Regions from separate parts of the Oryctolagus cuniculus genome. Here region 1 is linked to region 2. A link is a contact called in public Micro-C data. All regions are on one chromosome and are shown on one strand. Each heading gives the region's core, a stretch centred on a gene start, on an enhancer-like site or on the middle of the called end of the contact. The rest is flanking DNA. Distances are from core to core; before and after follow the strand shown. Region 1 overlaps TNN (tenascin N). Region 2 holds the start of MRPS14 (mitochondrial ribosomal protein S14).

The links. A called contact is a pair of places that touch in the nucleus more often than the background predicts.
Region 1: a contact with region 2 is called in a Micro-C map of ear pinna, with 6 times the contacts expected there. The contact joins the enhancer-like site here to the promoter of MRPS14 in region 2. A contact is called at or near these places in 3 of 6 Hi-C or Micro-C datasets (ear pinna, skin fibroblasts and an unstated tissue).

Annotation. Positions count from the first base shown.
Region 1 is chr7:3,427,215-3,434,253 of mOryCun1.1, reverse strand. TNN (tenascin N) reads right to left here. Exons shown (of 20, transcript XM_002715032.5): 11 at 5,779-6,042; 12 at 4,281-4,544; 13 at 2,566-2,829; 14 at 408-538. Among named protein-coding and RNA genes, the nearest start is that of TNN, 39 kb to the right of the region's middle. Within about 2 kb of position 2,228, at least 2 of the 8 cell types and tissues checked have an H3K27ac peak or open chromatin away from gene starts, as enhancers often do. A contact at or near this core is called in ear pinna, where this site is marked.
Region 2 is chr7:3,357,041-3,364,206 of mOryCun1.1, reverse strand. MRPS14 (mitochondrial ribosomal protein S14) reads left to right here and starts at 5,399. Exons shown (of 3, transcript XM_002715000.5): 1 at 5,399-5,544. The coding sequence starts at 5,500. It overlaps LOC108177625 (a long non-coding RNA gene), which reads right to left and starts at 5,267. Exons shown (of 3, transcript XR_011390243.1): 1 at 5,129-5,267.

The sequences.
Region 1 (7,039 bases), core at 979-3,478, 73 kb before region 2:
AGGGGAGACAGACCCTTTGAAACAGGGTGAAGCTGATCATTCAGTATTTACTGAGTAGCTCACAGGCGCCACGCACTGATTTGAGCAATGGCATAAAGCAATAAACAAAACAGGCAAAAATTCCCTTCCCTTTTATCAGGGGAGACCAACAGTAAGCAAATTAACCTGCTGCAGATACACAGCCAGCAAATATGCATTGGTCAGCTGGGAACAGCCACTAAGGGTTGTCCTCGTGTGAGACCACAGGGTTCACAAATGACCATGTGTAGCACTGTCCCCTGCACACGGCAGGTGAGCACAGGAGCCCACTGAGCGAGCAGATGGCCGTGCAACCCATCAAGTTGACTGACCCCACTCCGAGGCTGCAAAGAGAAGGCCCAAGAGAAAAGACAAGGGAGTCGCAGTACCTTCACCGTGCCGTTAGGGAGCTGGTAGGTGAGTATGTAGCCATCGATCTGAGCCAAGGGAGGCGTCCAGGTCAGGACCCCGCCAGACTGGGTTACAGCAAACGGACGGAAGTTTTTCGGAGGGTCAATTTCTGTACATAAAACGTCAGGTCAACCAAGGCAAGGGCCTTTTTGATGACTGAAAAATGACTGCATTTTCTCCCTCCACTTCCCGTGTCTCTTCCTCCCTTCCAACAGGCAGCAGGCCCCGTTCTCCCTTGCCAAGCAGCCTTCCTGACCTTTCTGGTGCATGAACACTCGCTGAGGACAAGGACTAAGGAGCAGGGCTTTGATGGGTCCCCCACCTGCCCAGCAGCTTCCCGGGGTGGGGGGGGATAAGAGCGGTCTACAGCAGCACGTGGGTTCGCACAGGTGGCAGGGCTGCCCAGCTGACGTGGAAAGATGAGAGAGCACAGATCTGGAAGGCTGCGCGCATGGAGACCGGGATGACTCAGCAAACAGCTGCCTGGGAGGACATCTGAAATGCAGACGGGCCTCCCACAGCTCGCGCTGGGAAAGTACCCAAGACCCACCTGCAGCTCCAAGGAGCAGACAGGACCCTACACGGACTGAGATTTCTGACCAACGTGCAGAACAGGGGCTGATGATGGAGGGTAAGTTGATAGAGAATTATAAAGCTATGCCTCTTACATACCATAGGAACACAGAGTCATATTTCATACACATCTAAGAGTGTGGCGCTAGACGCACGTCCGGGAGAGGGACAGGAGAGGGGGCAGTACTTGTCTAAAGGACGTGAGCCGGGGGAGGGAGGCAGCAGAGAGCCTTCCAGAATCTCCATGGCTCCCTACCCAAAGAGCAGAGGGAACTTGTGGGTGTGTGAGAATGCATGATAGACCAGGACAGAGACGCCCAGCGGAAACACTCATCAACATCGTAACAGCTGGTCAGGCGGCTCATTTTTTTACCCAAATAAGACATGAATGGAAAATTCCACTTTGAAAAAGAAATCACCATAGACGGTGATTTTAATTTAGAAGTTCCCAAAGAGATGTCTCCAAGCGATTTTCTCCGCAGTAGCATTTCAGTTGAGAACTGAATTGCAGCATTTTAATAGAAATCAGACAGCTGTTGTTTTGAATTAGGGTGTTTTGACAAATTTTGAGTTTCTGTAATATCAGCTTGGTTTGATTTTCTGAAGCATAACATCTGGCATGGATTTGATTCTACCCATCACACGGAAAAATTGAATTTCCTGTTTGCAAAATCAAAGCAAGACTGCAACTACTTAAGTATCTAAAGCTCACTTTTGCCACCTCTTTGATTGCTTATGGATCCCCAGTTGTGGAGGGTGGGGGTTGGTTTGAGAATAATGTAGAAAGATGATAACTTCATTATTGTTGTCTTTACAATCAGAAAAAGAAAAAGAAGAAAGAGAGGAAAGAAAGTGCAAAGGAGAGAAGGAGCAACAGAGAAAGGAGTGGAGGGGAAGGCAGGAGGTCCCAGTCAGTGGCTGCCCCTGGAGAGCCACGCTAGGGACTAAGGCATCTGGAACGGGGAAACAGGGCAACGTCTCCACATACTTTTTTCCAGTTTGAAGATTTTTCCCGTAAGCATAGATGACTTTGGGGATTAAAAATCCTGGCTAATTTTCATTAATAAAAATCATGAAGAAATTGAAGGCACGTGTAACTCCATGGCCACACTTGCTGCATGGACCCAGGGGGGATGGGCAGGTCCCTCCTGCACTCCCAGGTGTGACCTGATTTCATGGCCTCGGCGTTGGAGGGAAGGCCCCCACGCACACAGAATCCACATGGCCCGGGCACCTGTAAGCATCAGCCGGGGATGGGAGGGAGGAATGGTTCCACCATCAGCCCCTTGCCAGACAAGAAAACCAAAGAGGCTCCTGCCTGTCTCTCTGGGCAGAGGGCCTGAGAGCTGGCTGAGGGCAGCCTCCTAGGCTCATCTGTCACACCACTACCCTACACTCTGAAGGTCACGGCAACACATCGCTGCTCCAAGGCCCAAGGGAACCATGCCGATGACCATCCTCGCAGGAAGCCAGCACCCTGCCTGCTCCCCTCCCCACCCAGTCATGCAGAAAGACTTCCCTAGTAAGTGTGGAGGTTCCCAGGTCCCAGCCCTGCCCTGTTACCTGTCAGGGCCTTGGTGTTGGCCTTCTTGCTGTCCCGGCTCCCCTTCTTAGCCCACACGTGGACCGTGTACTCCACGCCCGGCCTCAGGCCCGTGAGCACGGTGCTGCTCCGCTCCTTGCCCACTGGCACCTCCTTGCTCTCGCCGTCGGCAGAGGTGTAGCGCACCACGTACCTGTCGATGTTGGCCCGCACCGGGTCCCAGGACACGGTGGCCGTGTTCTCCGTCACCCAGTTGGTCACCAGGTTTTTGGGGCTGTCGATTTCTTTTTTAAAAGATTTAGACAAAACTGGGCTTCAGAACCAAGACAGGGCATCCGTACACCCAATCACCCTCCACTCCGGTTATGGTGAGGAACGGTATTAACCCACTTAAAACAGGAGTAAGAGGCCCGCCGGACAGTGGAGGACAAACCACTGGGCGTGCAAAGCAATCAGACCTTCTCCACGGTTATCAATAGAGAAGCCTCCCGTTTACACAAAAGTAATCAAAGTCTCCCCGAGCCACAAGCTAAGCCCCCAAGGCTGCTATCGCAACAGTCTCTCTCCTGACCCCCATGGTTCCTAGTTGTTTTGTTTCACAGAATTTGAGGGCTGAGAAGTTCTATCTGCCAATCGGCTTCACTTCTAACCAAGGGAATGGAGACCCAGAGAAACGCAGTCTCGTCCACGCTCCCGCGTCTTCCTGCACGGAAACCAAGCCTAGACGCCTTGCAGGCTGTGTTCCGAGTCTGGAGGCCTCCCCCTGCTCGAGGACTTCACAGCTTCTCATCTGCTCGATCTCTCCCGCATCGCCAGCTTCTCCACCATCTGGCCCAGACGGACGAGCTCTCGGCTCTCTCCTCCCTCCCCGTGTCCTTCTGTTTCTCTGCACCCAAATTAATTACCCATCCTGAGAAGCCTGCACACCTTAACTTCACCACACTCACATGCACCCATCCTGCACCTCGCCGTGAACTCTGCTGCTCCAGGTCGCCAGCAACCTCCGTGCTGTCTAGGGACCTCCCTAGATGTCTAGGGACACCTGCCATCCTCCCTTCACTCAGCTTCCCAGTGGCAGCTTCGAGAACTGATCCACTGTCTCCCCTAAACACTCTCCGCTCTTGGCTTCTATGACCACGCACTCCACTGACTTCCCTCCTAACTCGTGGGCCCCTCCTCCGCACCAGTCCTTTGTCAGCAACCTCCCATGTTGCGGTGTCCGATCCCGCCCCCCCTTCATTTCTCTCCAGGCAATCTCCCTATGACCACAGCCTGAACAGCAGATGGATGCTCTCGGATCAATTCTGAGCCGCTGACTTGCATCTAAACTGCCTCTCCCCGCAGTGCCTGGCCTATCCAGACACTCAGTTAATATTGGTGGAATCAATAAACAAATCGTTCGATTAACCAAGGAATCTCACACACATCTCAGACTTCAATATGTAAGTCTTCACAGTCCTTCCCGAGTGTATTGATCACTCTCTTAGCAGATGCTCATGAAACGTCTGCTGAAGACTGACACTTTGCTCAAGCAGTCTACAGAACCTAAAGTCACAGATCTCAGACGCAGCAACAAATAAACCCACATGAATTACTGGTTCATTAATATTAATGATTAATTATCTGCTCTTTTCCTCACCCCATGACCTGCCAATGTGGAGGAAGAAAGCAAAACGTGAACTGCCATAGGCTTAGCACAACAGATCTTACGTTTCCAAAGAACGCTGCCTGTTACCTGTGGGAGCCTTGGTGTTGGCCTTCTTGCTCCCCCGGGCCCCCTTCTGGGCCCACACGTCCACCGTGTACTCCACGCCCGGCCTCAGGCCCGTCAGGACAGTGCTGGTCTTGTCCTTCCCCACCGGAAACTCCCTGGTCTCGCCGTCGGCAGAGGTGTAGCGCACCATGTACCTATCGATGTCGGCCTGCACCGGGTCCCAGGAGACGGTGGCCGTGTTCTCCGTCACCTGGTCAGTCACCAGGTTTTTGGGGCTGTCGATGTCTGCAAGGGAAGAAGTTGATCATCACGCACTATTAAGAGACCCCCTATTTTGTCTGGGGTGAGAGCCTTTCACGCTTTGTGGGTCTTCCGTGTCACAGCTCCTGTTTTGCTTCTCAGCTGTCCTGTCCCCCTGCATCTTCTCCCCCCAGTGCACTTGGCTCCCTGAGTAGAGAGCACAATAGGCCAGAATCTGAACATCTGGGCTTTTACCAGCACGAAGAATTTAGCAAAACCAATCTCTATTTATTCAGAGGGGTACACGAAGCCCCTACTCTGACAAGGCGTGTTCTAGGCTGTGTGCAGGCTCCAGAGTTGCAGACACCGTCTCTGCCAACAAGGAGCGAACAATTTTGTGTCTAGCAGCATAAAGGCCTTCCATTCATGCTAGAAGATTCTAAAAGCCAGGGCCAAGTGGGAGCTCTTGGGGAAGAGGGCATTCTGTTCCCCTCTGTCTCCCAAGGCCTCGTGGATGACAGGCACATACTGACATATATACTACTAAATAAATCAGCAAAGTCTCGCTCTAATGTTCTTTAGCAGATCACGGTCTCAGTTGTTGTGCTGGCTAAATCCCCGTGAAATACGATCATATATTTCTTTCAGAATAATAAGGATACAACACAGTAGTTACCTCAGTCTCAAATCCTGGGCCCACGCACACTGTACAGACCAAAAATAAATTCCTCCCTTGTGCAAGCAACTGTTGTTTGGGTACTTCTGTCAATGTGTGTCCTACTACTACTCACCCAGCCCCTCGAAGAAACATGTCTGCCCCACTGTTACAATTATGAGTCATTTTTAATCAAATGAATCCTATATCTACAGGATAAGGCAGGAAAAAGTTGAGTTTTCAATATACAGTACAATTATTATATTTCAATATACAGTGCAATTTTCAATATGTAGTACAGAAACAACACTTGATTTTAATTTTCTGTACACACTCACAAACTCACTAGGAGACCCCAAAAAGCCCTACAGCCACAGATCTACACAACCAGAAGAGCAGTAAAGAATATGACACCCTCTCAAGGCCTGGACAGAGCCACTGGGATCTCCCTAAAGGACACAGCTGAAGGAAGGAGGAAAGGCGTGCGTATTCTAACATACAGGGATACCTCGCTGTTTCTCCATCAGTGACCCGTTTCTGCCGATGTGGAAGAAGGAAAATACACTTGGCCACTAGGAGACCTAGGATGACAGCCTCACATCCCCAAAGATGGACGCTCATTACCTGTCGGGGCCTGGGTGTTGGCCTTCTTGCTCTCCCGGGCCCCCTTCTGGGCCCACACGTCCACCGTGTACTCCACACCCGGCCTCAGGCCCGTCAGGACAGTGCTGGTCTTGTCCTTCCCCACCAGAAACTCCCTGGTCTCTCCGTCGGCAGAGGTGTAGCGCACCATGTACCTGTCGATGTCGGCCTGCACCGGGTCCCAGGAGACGGTGGCCGTGTTCTCCGTCACCTGGTCAGTCACCAGGTTTTTGGGGCTGTCGATGTCTGCAAGGGAAAGGAGTGATCCATATGCACTACTTTCAGGCACCAAAGGGAGGACCATCTTGCTTCGGCCGAGACATGTTCCCGTCCTTGGGGCTGTCCTGTCCCCTCTGCTGGTTCAGGTGCTCCGTGGACATGGACCTCGGCTCTCCTGCTGGCCTCTGCGTCCTCCAGGGGGCAGCACGGGGCAGGGAATGGGCTAAACCCAGAGTCAGAGCCCTGGGTTCTAGCCCAGCCCAGAGGGGCAGAGCAGAGGGACCAGAGCACCATGGGCTGCAGCCGCAAGACCAGGACTGGAATCCGCGCTCCGCCTCTGGGCAGCTGTGGCCTTGGACACCTCAGCTGCCTCTGTCCGGGCCTCAGTTTCCTTACCTACAAGATGTAGGCCTCAGACAAAACAGATCCTGAGTTTCTACAATATTCCACGAAGATTCCTGTATTCGTGTATCTAACTGCACGTAGCGGCAGCAGTGGGACTTGGAGAAATCCTATACTGCACTGTATCTGAGGTTTCTCGGCTGCAGACTACAGTTATCGATTCCTGCTCTATCGAGCTCAACAAATTCCTCTGAGGACCAAATAAATGAGGAAAATAACCCTCACCATTGCCGGGGGAATGTAAAACAGTGCAGCCACGTTGGAAACAGCCCAGAAGTTCTGCGAAAAGTCAAAGACAAAGTGACCACATGACCCGGTAATGCCTCTCCTAGGCGGACATCTGAGGGAAATGGAGACGTATGTGCAGACAGAAACCTGCACACAAGTGTTCGTCTCATCACTATCACAGTGGTCAAAAAGCGGGAACAAACGTCTATGAGCCGACAAACGGATGAACAAAATGCGGTCTATCCATGCAGTGGACTTGCGTGACAATGAAGTCAAGTACTAACCCATGTCGCAACAAGCATGAAGCCTGAAAACATGGCCGGTGAGCAAGCCAGTCAGAATGGTCAGGTACTTGATGGACCCATTGATGTGATAATTCCCTACTAGGAAAACC
Region 2 (7,166 bases), core at 4,150-6,649:
CCTTGTTCAAGTCCAGCACTACTTCCAGTCCCAGCTTCCTGCTCATGTGCACACGGGGAGCTGTAGGTGGTGGCTCAAGTACTTGGGCCCCTGCCTCCCACGTGGGAGACCTGGAAGAGTTCTGGGCTGCCAGCGACGGCCTGGCACTATCACAGGTGTTTGGAGAGTGAACCAGCAGATGGAAGATTTCCTCTTTAGAATAAAATAAATAAAAATACGATGAAAGCACTAAAATTACATGCTTCCATTCGATGCTTTTAAAAAAAACAAGGTTCCTGGTTCCTATGAATCCAGATACAAAGATGGTAGAGCAGAGGAGGCAAACGGAATGAGGTTTTTTATGGGAAAGCAAGGCCCCTACAAGGCCTCAGCCCTCGCTGATCTGACCTCATCTGCCCTCTGCTTCTTATTCGCTCGGCTCCAGCTACAGCCCCGGTGCTCTGACACACACACACACACACACACACACACACACACAATGCACACCCCACCTCTCAGCCTTTGTACCTTTCACTCTGCTTTGCTCTGCATTGCTTTGAGAAGTGGCTCTTCCTCATCCCCCCGGAGTCTCAGCTCCGAGAGGACAGGGGCTCCGTGTGTGCAGTGCTGCGTGCCCAGGATCCGCAGCTGTACCTGGCGCAGAGCAGGGTCTCTGTGTAAATGTTTTCTGAAGCAACGGATGCTCACCGGCACTGTTGTTGGCATGCGTGGCCTTAAGCTGCTCTGGCCCCTGGATGAAAATGCCCACTGCAGATGTAGGCGTGGACTGTGAAAACGGGTGTGCAAACGGCCGATACCAGAGTGCCAGGACACCTCACATCCCACAGGACCTACGGTTCAGAAGAGCCCCATGCGTGGTTTAATGCTCTGCCATCACTATGTTGCGACGATGATGAGTTTTTTCTCTGCACTTGTCTCTTGGGAGTGAAGTCGATGGGACGGTGGTGCCCAGGCACGGACAGCGGGGATGTACGTGCAACGGCTGCTCGCTGCTGCCTTCAAAGGATGCCTCGATGGCCTGGGATTCGCAGGATCCACCACGTGAGGGAGGCTGGTGAGAGCCAAATCAAGCCTAAGGCAACCGTGTCGTGCCCGTGACTGAGTGAGCTGGGGCCCTGCAGCCCTGAGAAGCCACCAGCACCGGGTCCCGGCGCGGAAGTAGGCGCTGGCTTGCTGAGGGGAACGGAGCTTCCTCACTCCGTCCTCCCTTACTCTCCAGCAAGTCACAGGTAGAGGTGTAGGCAGAACGGGCACGAACAGGAAATAAAAGCCGCTGAGTTAGCGCTGTGCGGTCTTCCCGGAATGGGCTGCCTGGGCACGCGTGAGCTGCGAGGTATCAGCAGTGTCACCTCACTGATTCTGCAGGACTTAATTCTCTATCACAGTGTTTTCCACAGTTGTGTGAGCTGGCATCACACAGGATCAAAACGAGTGGTAAAATTCATGCTAATGATTTAAAATTGAATTTAGTGGTTTTGTGTTTCTTTACTTAGACTGACATTAAACGCGAATGAAAAACTCCATGACAAGCCAAGAGCCTGAGGAAGAAAGGAAAAAGCTTCCTATTTCACTGCCTTTAATAGCACTTTGTTCTTGCTGTTTTGAAAAAAAAATGTATTTACTCGAGAGGGAGAGACAGACACAGCGAGAGATCTCCCATCCACTCTCGCTCCCCCCAAACGGCCACAGCAGCTGGAGCCGGGCCAGGCTGAAGCCAGGAGCCTGGCGCCCCAGCGGGGTCCCCCACATGCATGGCAGGGGCTCAACCTTGGGGCATCTTCTGTTGCCTTCCCAGCTGCAGTGGCAGGGAGCTGGATGGAAGGGAAGCAGCCAGGACTCAGACTGGCACTCTGAAGTGGGAAGCTGGCGTCAAAGTCACGGCTGCACTTAGAACTGTGCCCCAGCGCCAGCCCCTCTCCTGCCTTTTGAACAAGGAGCCCCGCGTTCATTTTGCACTGGGTCCCACAGCCAGCGCTGCCTGAGACTTGTATAAAGAATAGGAGCTCCGGGCCGGCGCCGCGGCTCACTAGGCTAATCCTCCGCCTAGCGGCGCCGGCACACCGGGTTCTAGTCCCGGTCGGGGCGCCGGATTCTGTCCCGGTTGCCCCTCTTCCAGGCCAGCCCTCTGCTGTGGTCAGGGAGTGCAGTGGAGGATGGCCCAGGTGCTTGGGCCCTGCACCCCATGGGAGACCAGGAAAAGCACCTGGCTCCTGGCTCCTGCCACCGGATCAGCGCGGTGCGCCGGCCGCAGCGCGCTGGCCGCGGCGGCCATTGGAGGGTGAACCAACGGCAAAGGAAGACCTTTCTCTCTGTCTCTCTCTCTCTCACTGTCCACTCTGCCTGTCCAAAAAATAAAAATAAAAAAATAAATAAATAAATAAATAAAAAAAGAATAGGAGCTCCAAAGTCAAACATAGGTACCACCGACCACAGGCGACGTATCATCCCACGCGTGTGTGTGTGTGTGTGTGTGGACAGTGTGCATTAAGCCCGGGGTGGGAACACGGTGAGGAGACAGCTGGGTGTGGAGCACAGACATAGCAATACTGCCATCTTGTGTCCAATGTGGGGCACAGCACGTAACTCCAGGAGGGGGCAGCCTGTCCCAGGGAGCATCACCCTGAACCTCTCGGGGTCAGCGAGGGAGGGTGGGCAAGTCCAGGGTCATTCAGCCTGGACAACCTAGACTCCTGGGACAAGCACTTGCCAAGCACATATTCATTCTGTGTGGCTAGAGGCTGCAGACGAACTCGTCCTGTCATTTCCCCTGTAGAAACTAAGAAAAGAGCCGGCGCCGCGGCTCACTAGGCTAATCCTCCGCCTGCAGCACCGGCACACCGGGTTCTAGTCCCGGTTGGGGCGCTGGATTCTGTCCTGGTTGCCCCTCTTCCAGGACAGCCCTCTGCTGTGGCCAGGGAGTGCAGTGGAGGATGGCCCAAGTGCTTGGGCCCTGCACCCCGTGGGAGACCAGGAAGAAGCACCTGGATCCTGGCAATGAGCCGGCTGTAGCGGCCACTTGGGGGGGTGAACCAACGGCAAAAGGAAGCCCTTTCTCTGTCTCTCTTTCTCTCACTGTCTAACTCTGCCTCTCAAAAAATAAAGAAAAAAAAAAGAAAAAAAAGAAACTAAGAAAAGAGAATAATTTTATTAAGCCTCCCTGAAAATACAGAAGTTAAGGCAATAAGTGAGCCTGGATCTGGTGCAGGTTACACATCAAAGGGAAAGCCACTGCTCTGAGGGTAGGTGCTGAGGAGCCAGAGACAGGGAGACAAAAGGGCGAAGGAATGACTTGGGACTAAACCCAAACGCAGCAAGCGTCACTGAAGTCTTAATTTCTTATTGCTTTAGTCAGGACTCTGCTCTTAGGTTTTTTTCATTTTTAAAAAAATTCATTTGTGATACCATAACCTAGAAACTAACAGTGCTATTTAAAAAAGTATTTTTTTGAAAGGTAGAGTTACAGAGAGAGAGAGAGGGAAAGACAGAGACAGAGGTCTTCCATCCCCTGGTTCACACCCCAAATGGCCACAACAGCCAGGGCCGGGCCAGGCTGAAGCCAGGAGCCAGGAGCTTCCTCCAGGTCCCCATGTGGGTGCAGGGGCCCAAGGACTTGGGCCATCTTCCACTGCTTTCCCAGGCCATAGCAGAGAGCCAGATAATAAGTGGACCACCTAGGACTTGAACTGGCTTAACTGGAAAGGCAGAGTTGGGACCAGAACTGTGGTGTAGCGGGTAAAACTTCTGCCTGCAGTGCCAGCATCCCATATGGGCGCCGGTTCTAGTCCCGTCTGCTCCACTTCCGCTCCAGCTCTCTGCTGTGGCCTGGGAAAGCAGAAGAAGATGGCCCAAGTGCTTGGTTCCCTGCACCCACGTAAGAGGCCCGAAAGCAGCTCTGCTCTGGCCATGGTGGCCATTTGGGGAGTGAACCAGCAGATGGAAGGCCTCTCTCTGCCTCTCTGTAACTCCGACTTTTAAATCAATCAATCTTTTTTTTTTTTTTTTTTTTTTTTTTTTTTTTGACAGGCAGAGTGGACAGTGAGAGAGAGAGAGACAGAGAGAAAGGTCTTCCTTTGCCGTTGGTTCACCCTCCAATGGCCGCCGCGGCCGGCGCACCGCGCTGATCCGATGGCAGGAGCCAGGAGCCAGGTGCTTTTCCTGGTCTCCCGTGGGGTGCAGGGCCCAAGCACCTGGGCCATCCTCCACTGCACTCCCTGGCCACAGCAGAGAGCTGGACTGGAAGAGGGGCAACCGGGACAGAATCCGGCGCCCCGACCAGGACTAGAACCCGGTGTGCCGGCGCCGCTAGGCGGAGGATTAGCCTAGTGAGCCGCGGCGCCGGCCCTAAATCAATCAATCTTAAAAGATAAAAAAAAAAAAGGCAGAGTTACAGAAAGAGGAGGGAAGTGAGGGGGCATCTTCCTTCTGCTGGTTCATTTAGCAAATGGCTGCAGTAGTCAGGACTGGGCCAGGCCAAGGCCAGAAACCTGGGAAGTTTCCCGGGTCTCCCACGCGGGCGCAGGGGCCCAAGGACCTGGGCCACCTTCCACAGCTTTCCCAGGCCACAGCAGGGAGCTGGATGGGAGAGGAGCAGCCTGGGGTATCCGATACGGCATTGCAGGTGGTGGCTGAACTCACTGCCCCACAGTGCCGGCCCCAGGAGCTGGTTTTACCGGCAGGAAGCGGAAGGTCACAGCGCGTGGAGCCGGCACCCCCGCGTGGGGCGGGAACGCCAGGCATGTCACGGCTCTGAGCGAGGCACAGGGGCCTGCCTTGGCAGGGTCTCCCGACGTCTCTTTCTGCCAGACCCCACCCCCACCCCCACCCCGGTGCACCTCCTGTGTTCCCGTGAACTTGAACCTTGACGGACGCGTCCCGGAGGGCTCCTGCGCAACAGGCCCAAGGGCGTCTCCACGCTGCGTCCCAGGCTGACCCGCATCCTCCCCGACGGCGCCCGCCGGCGCGGGGGTGGCACACGGGAGGGGCCCTCCCAGGCGAGCTGCCATGACCGGGACTCGAACCCGTGATGTCTCCTCCCCAGAAAACCCGACTGCGCCCTCTTCCCACACGTGCGCACGTAGAACCCCAAACATGCCAGCAGCTGTCTTCCTCGCGCCACCAGCATCCTCACCCCAGGGGCAGACTCGCAAGACCCAGGAAGACAGCGAGGAAGGAGGAGGCCATGATGCCAAGGTGTCTCGCAGTTCTCAGCGGGACCAGGAGGCGGAAGCGGCCGACAGGGGCGCAGGGTCAGAGACACTGAAGAAAGGGACGTGAGCAGGGTCGTGGGTGGCTCCACAGAGTGCACAAAACGGACGGAAGCGGAACAAAAAGCCCAACAGCGGGACCCCGACCGCCGCGCCGCGCCGCGCCGCGCCCCTAGGTTCCTAGGGCACCGAAATACCGCGAGAGTTCAAACCCCAAACCCCGCCTACCGCCCCGCCCCCCTGCATCCGGCCGTGTGAATAAAGTTGCCGTTGTTTGACGTTCGCGGCGGACAACATGGCGGCGGCCGTGGTGGGCTGCGTGCTGCGGCGGTTCCGGCAGGTTAGGCGTGCACCCCGACCCCTGCCCTGTCCCTGAACGCCTTTCTCCCCCGAGTCTTCGGGCTCTGCCGTCGGTGCTGTCCTGGGCGGACCAGTCGGGGGTTCTCCCGCCACCGCTCCGGCGGCTCAGGGGAGATGGAGGTGGCGGTGTCCGTTGTTGCGCCTCGAGCTGGCTTGCGTTGGAGGCTGCGGGAGGAGAGGGTCCGAGGAGTGAGGGCTCCCAGGCTGGGGCGTTGTGGGCTGTGCAGGGGACACCGGAAGGGGCCGTCCGGCGGCGGGAGGCGGGAGGCGAGCGACGGGAGGGTGCGGCAAGTTCACGGTCGGGTGTCGGGCTCGGCGTCGGCTGGGGTTTACACCTGGGCCCCAGCGGGTTCGGCGATGGGGGCATACGCGTCCCGGGGAGACGGAGAGGAAAGAAGTTGGGGGCACGAGTCCCCGCACGCCTCTGAGGGAGAGGGACTGGGTCACTGAGCGGAGGGGGGGGGGGACCAGGAAGGCAGTCTCTGTTTCCACGTGCCAGAAGTAACGGCACGTGTGTGTATTAAAGGAAAAACGGGCCATGTAGGGGAGAGAGACGTTGCCGGAGCTGTGTCCGTGTTGGCGAGCAGCGGTGGGGTCTTGTCGCTGAGGCCTGGTCTTCAGAACTCAGAGGGCTGACCTGCGGCAGTGCTAACAGCAATGCAGTGCCAACCCCACTGTCATGAATCATGTTCTGGTATCCACGTCAAAGTAAGAAGCAGGGGCTGGTGCCGGCGCCGGGGCTGAGCCGCCTGTCGAGTGAGCTTCCTGAAACGCACTGGGAAGGCAGTGCACCTCTGCCGCCCATGTAGGAGGCCGGACTGCGTGCCTGTCTCCTGGCTCTCTCTCAACTTTCCACTTCTGGTCTCTGGGCTTCCTTTCTTACCCAGCTTGAATGCCATGGTCTGTACAACGTTACTCTCAAGTACACCTAACTGTCTGGGCCTCTCACTTCTCTGAACTTCAACTCTCCTCACTATTCTTCCCGTCCATTCCCAACTATATCCTTTTTTTAAAATTTATTTTTATTTATTTATTTATTTTTTTTGACAGGCAGAGTGGACAGTGAGAGAGACAGAGAGAAAGGTCTTCCTTTGCCGTTGGTTCATCCTCCAATGGCCGCTGTGGCCAGCGCACCGCACTGATCCGAAGGCAGGAGCCAGGTGCTTCTCCTGGTCTCCCATGGGGTGCAGGGCCCAAGCACTTGGGCCATCCTCCACTGCACTCCCGGGCCACAGCAGAGAGCTGGCCTGGAAGAGGGGCAACCGGGACAGAATCCGGCGTCCCGACCGGGACTAGAACCCGGTGTGCCGGCGCCGCAAGGCGGAGGATTAGCCTAGTGAGCTGTGGCGCCGACCTCCATTTTCCATCTTAACAGTGGAAAATTTAGCATCCAAACTGGGATATACACTAAGCGTAGATAAAACCAGATTTTGAAAATGCAGCATTGAAAACAGAATGCAAATATCTCATTTCTAAGATACTGACCACGTCAAAGCAACAATATGGCGGAGACACCCGGCTAAACAAAACTTACATTAAAATTAATGTCACCTGTTTTTCATGATGTTAAGAGACGTATTTATTTGAAAGGCAGTCAGCGAT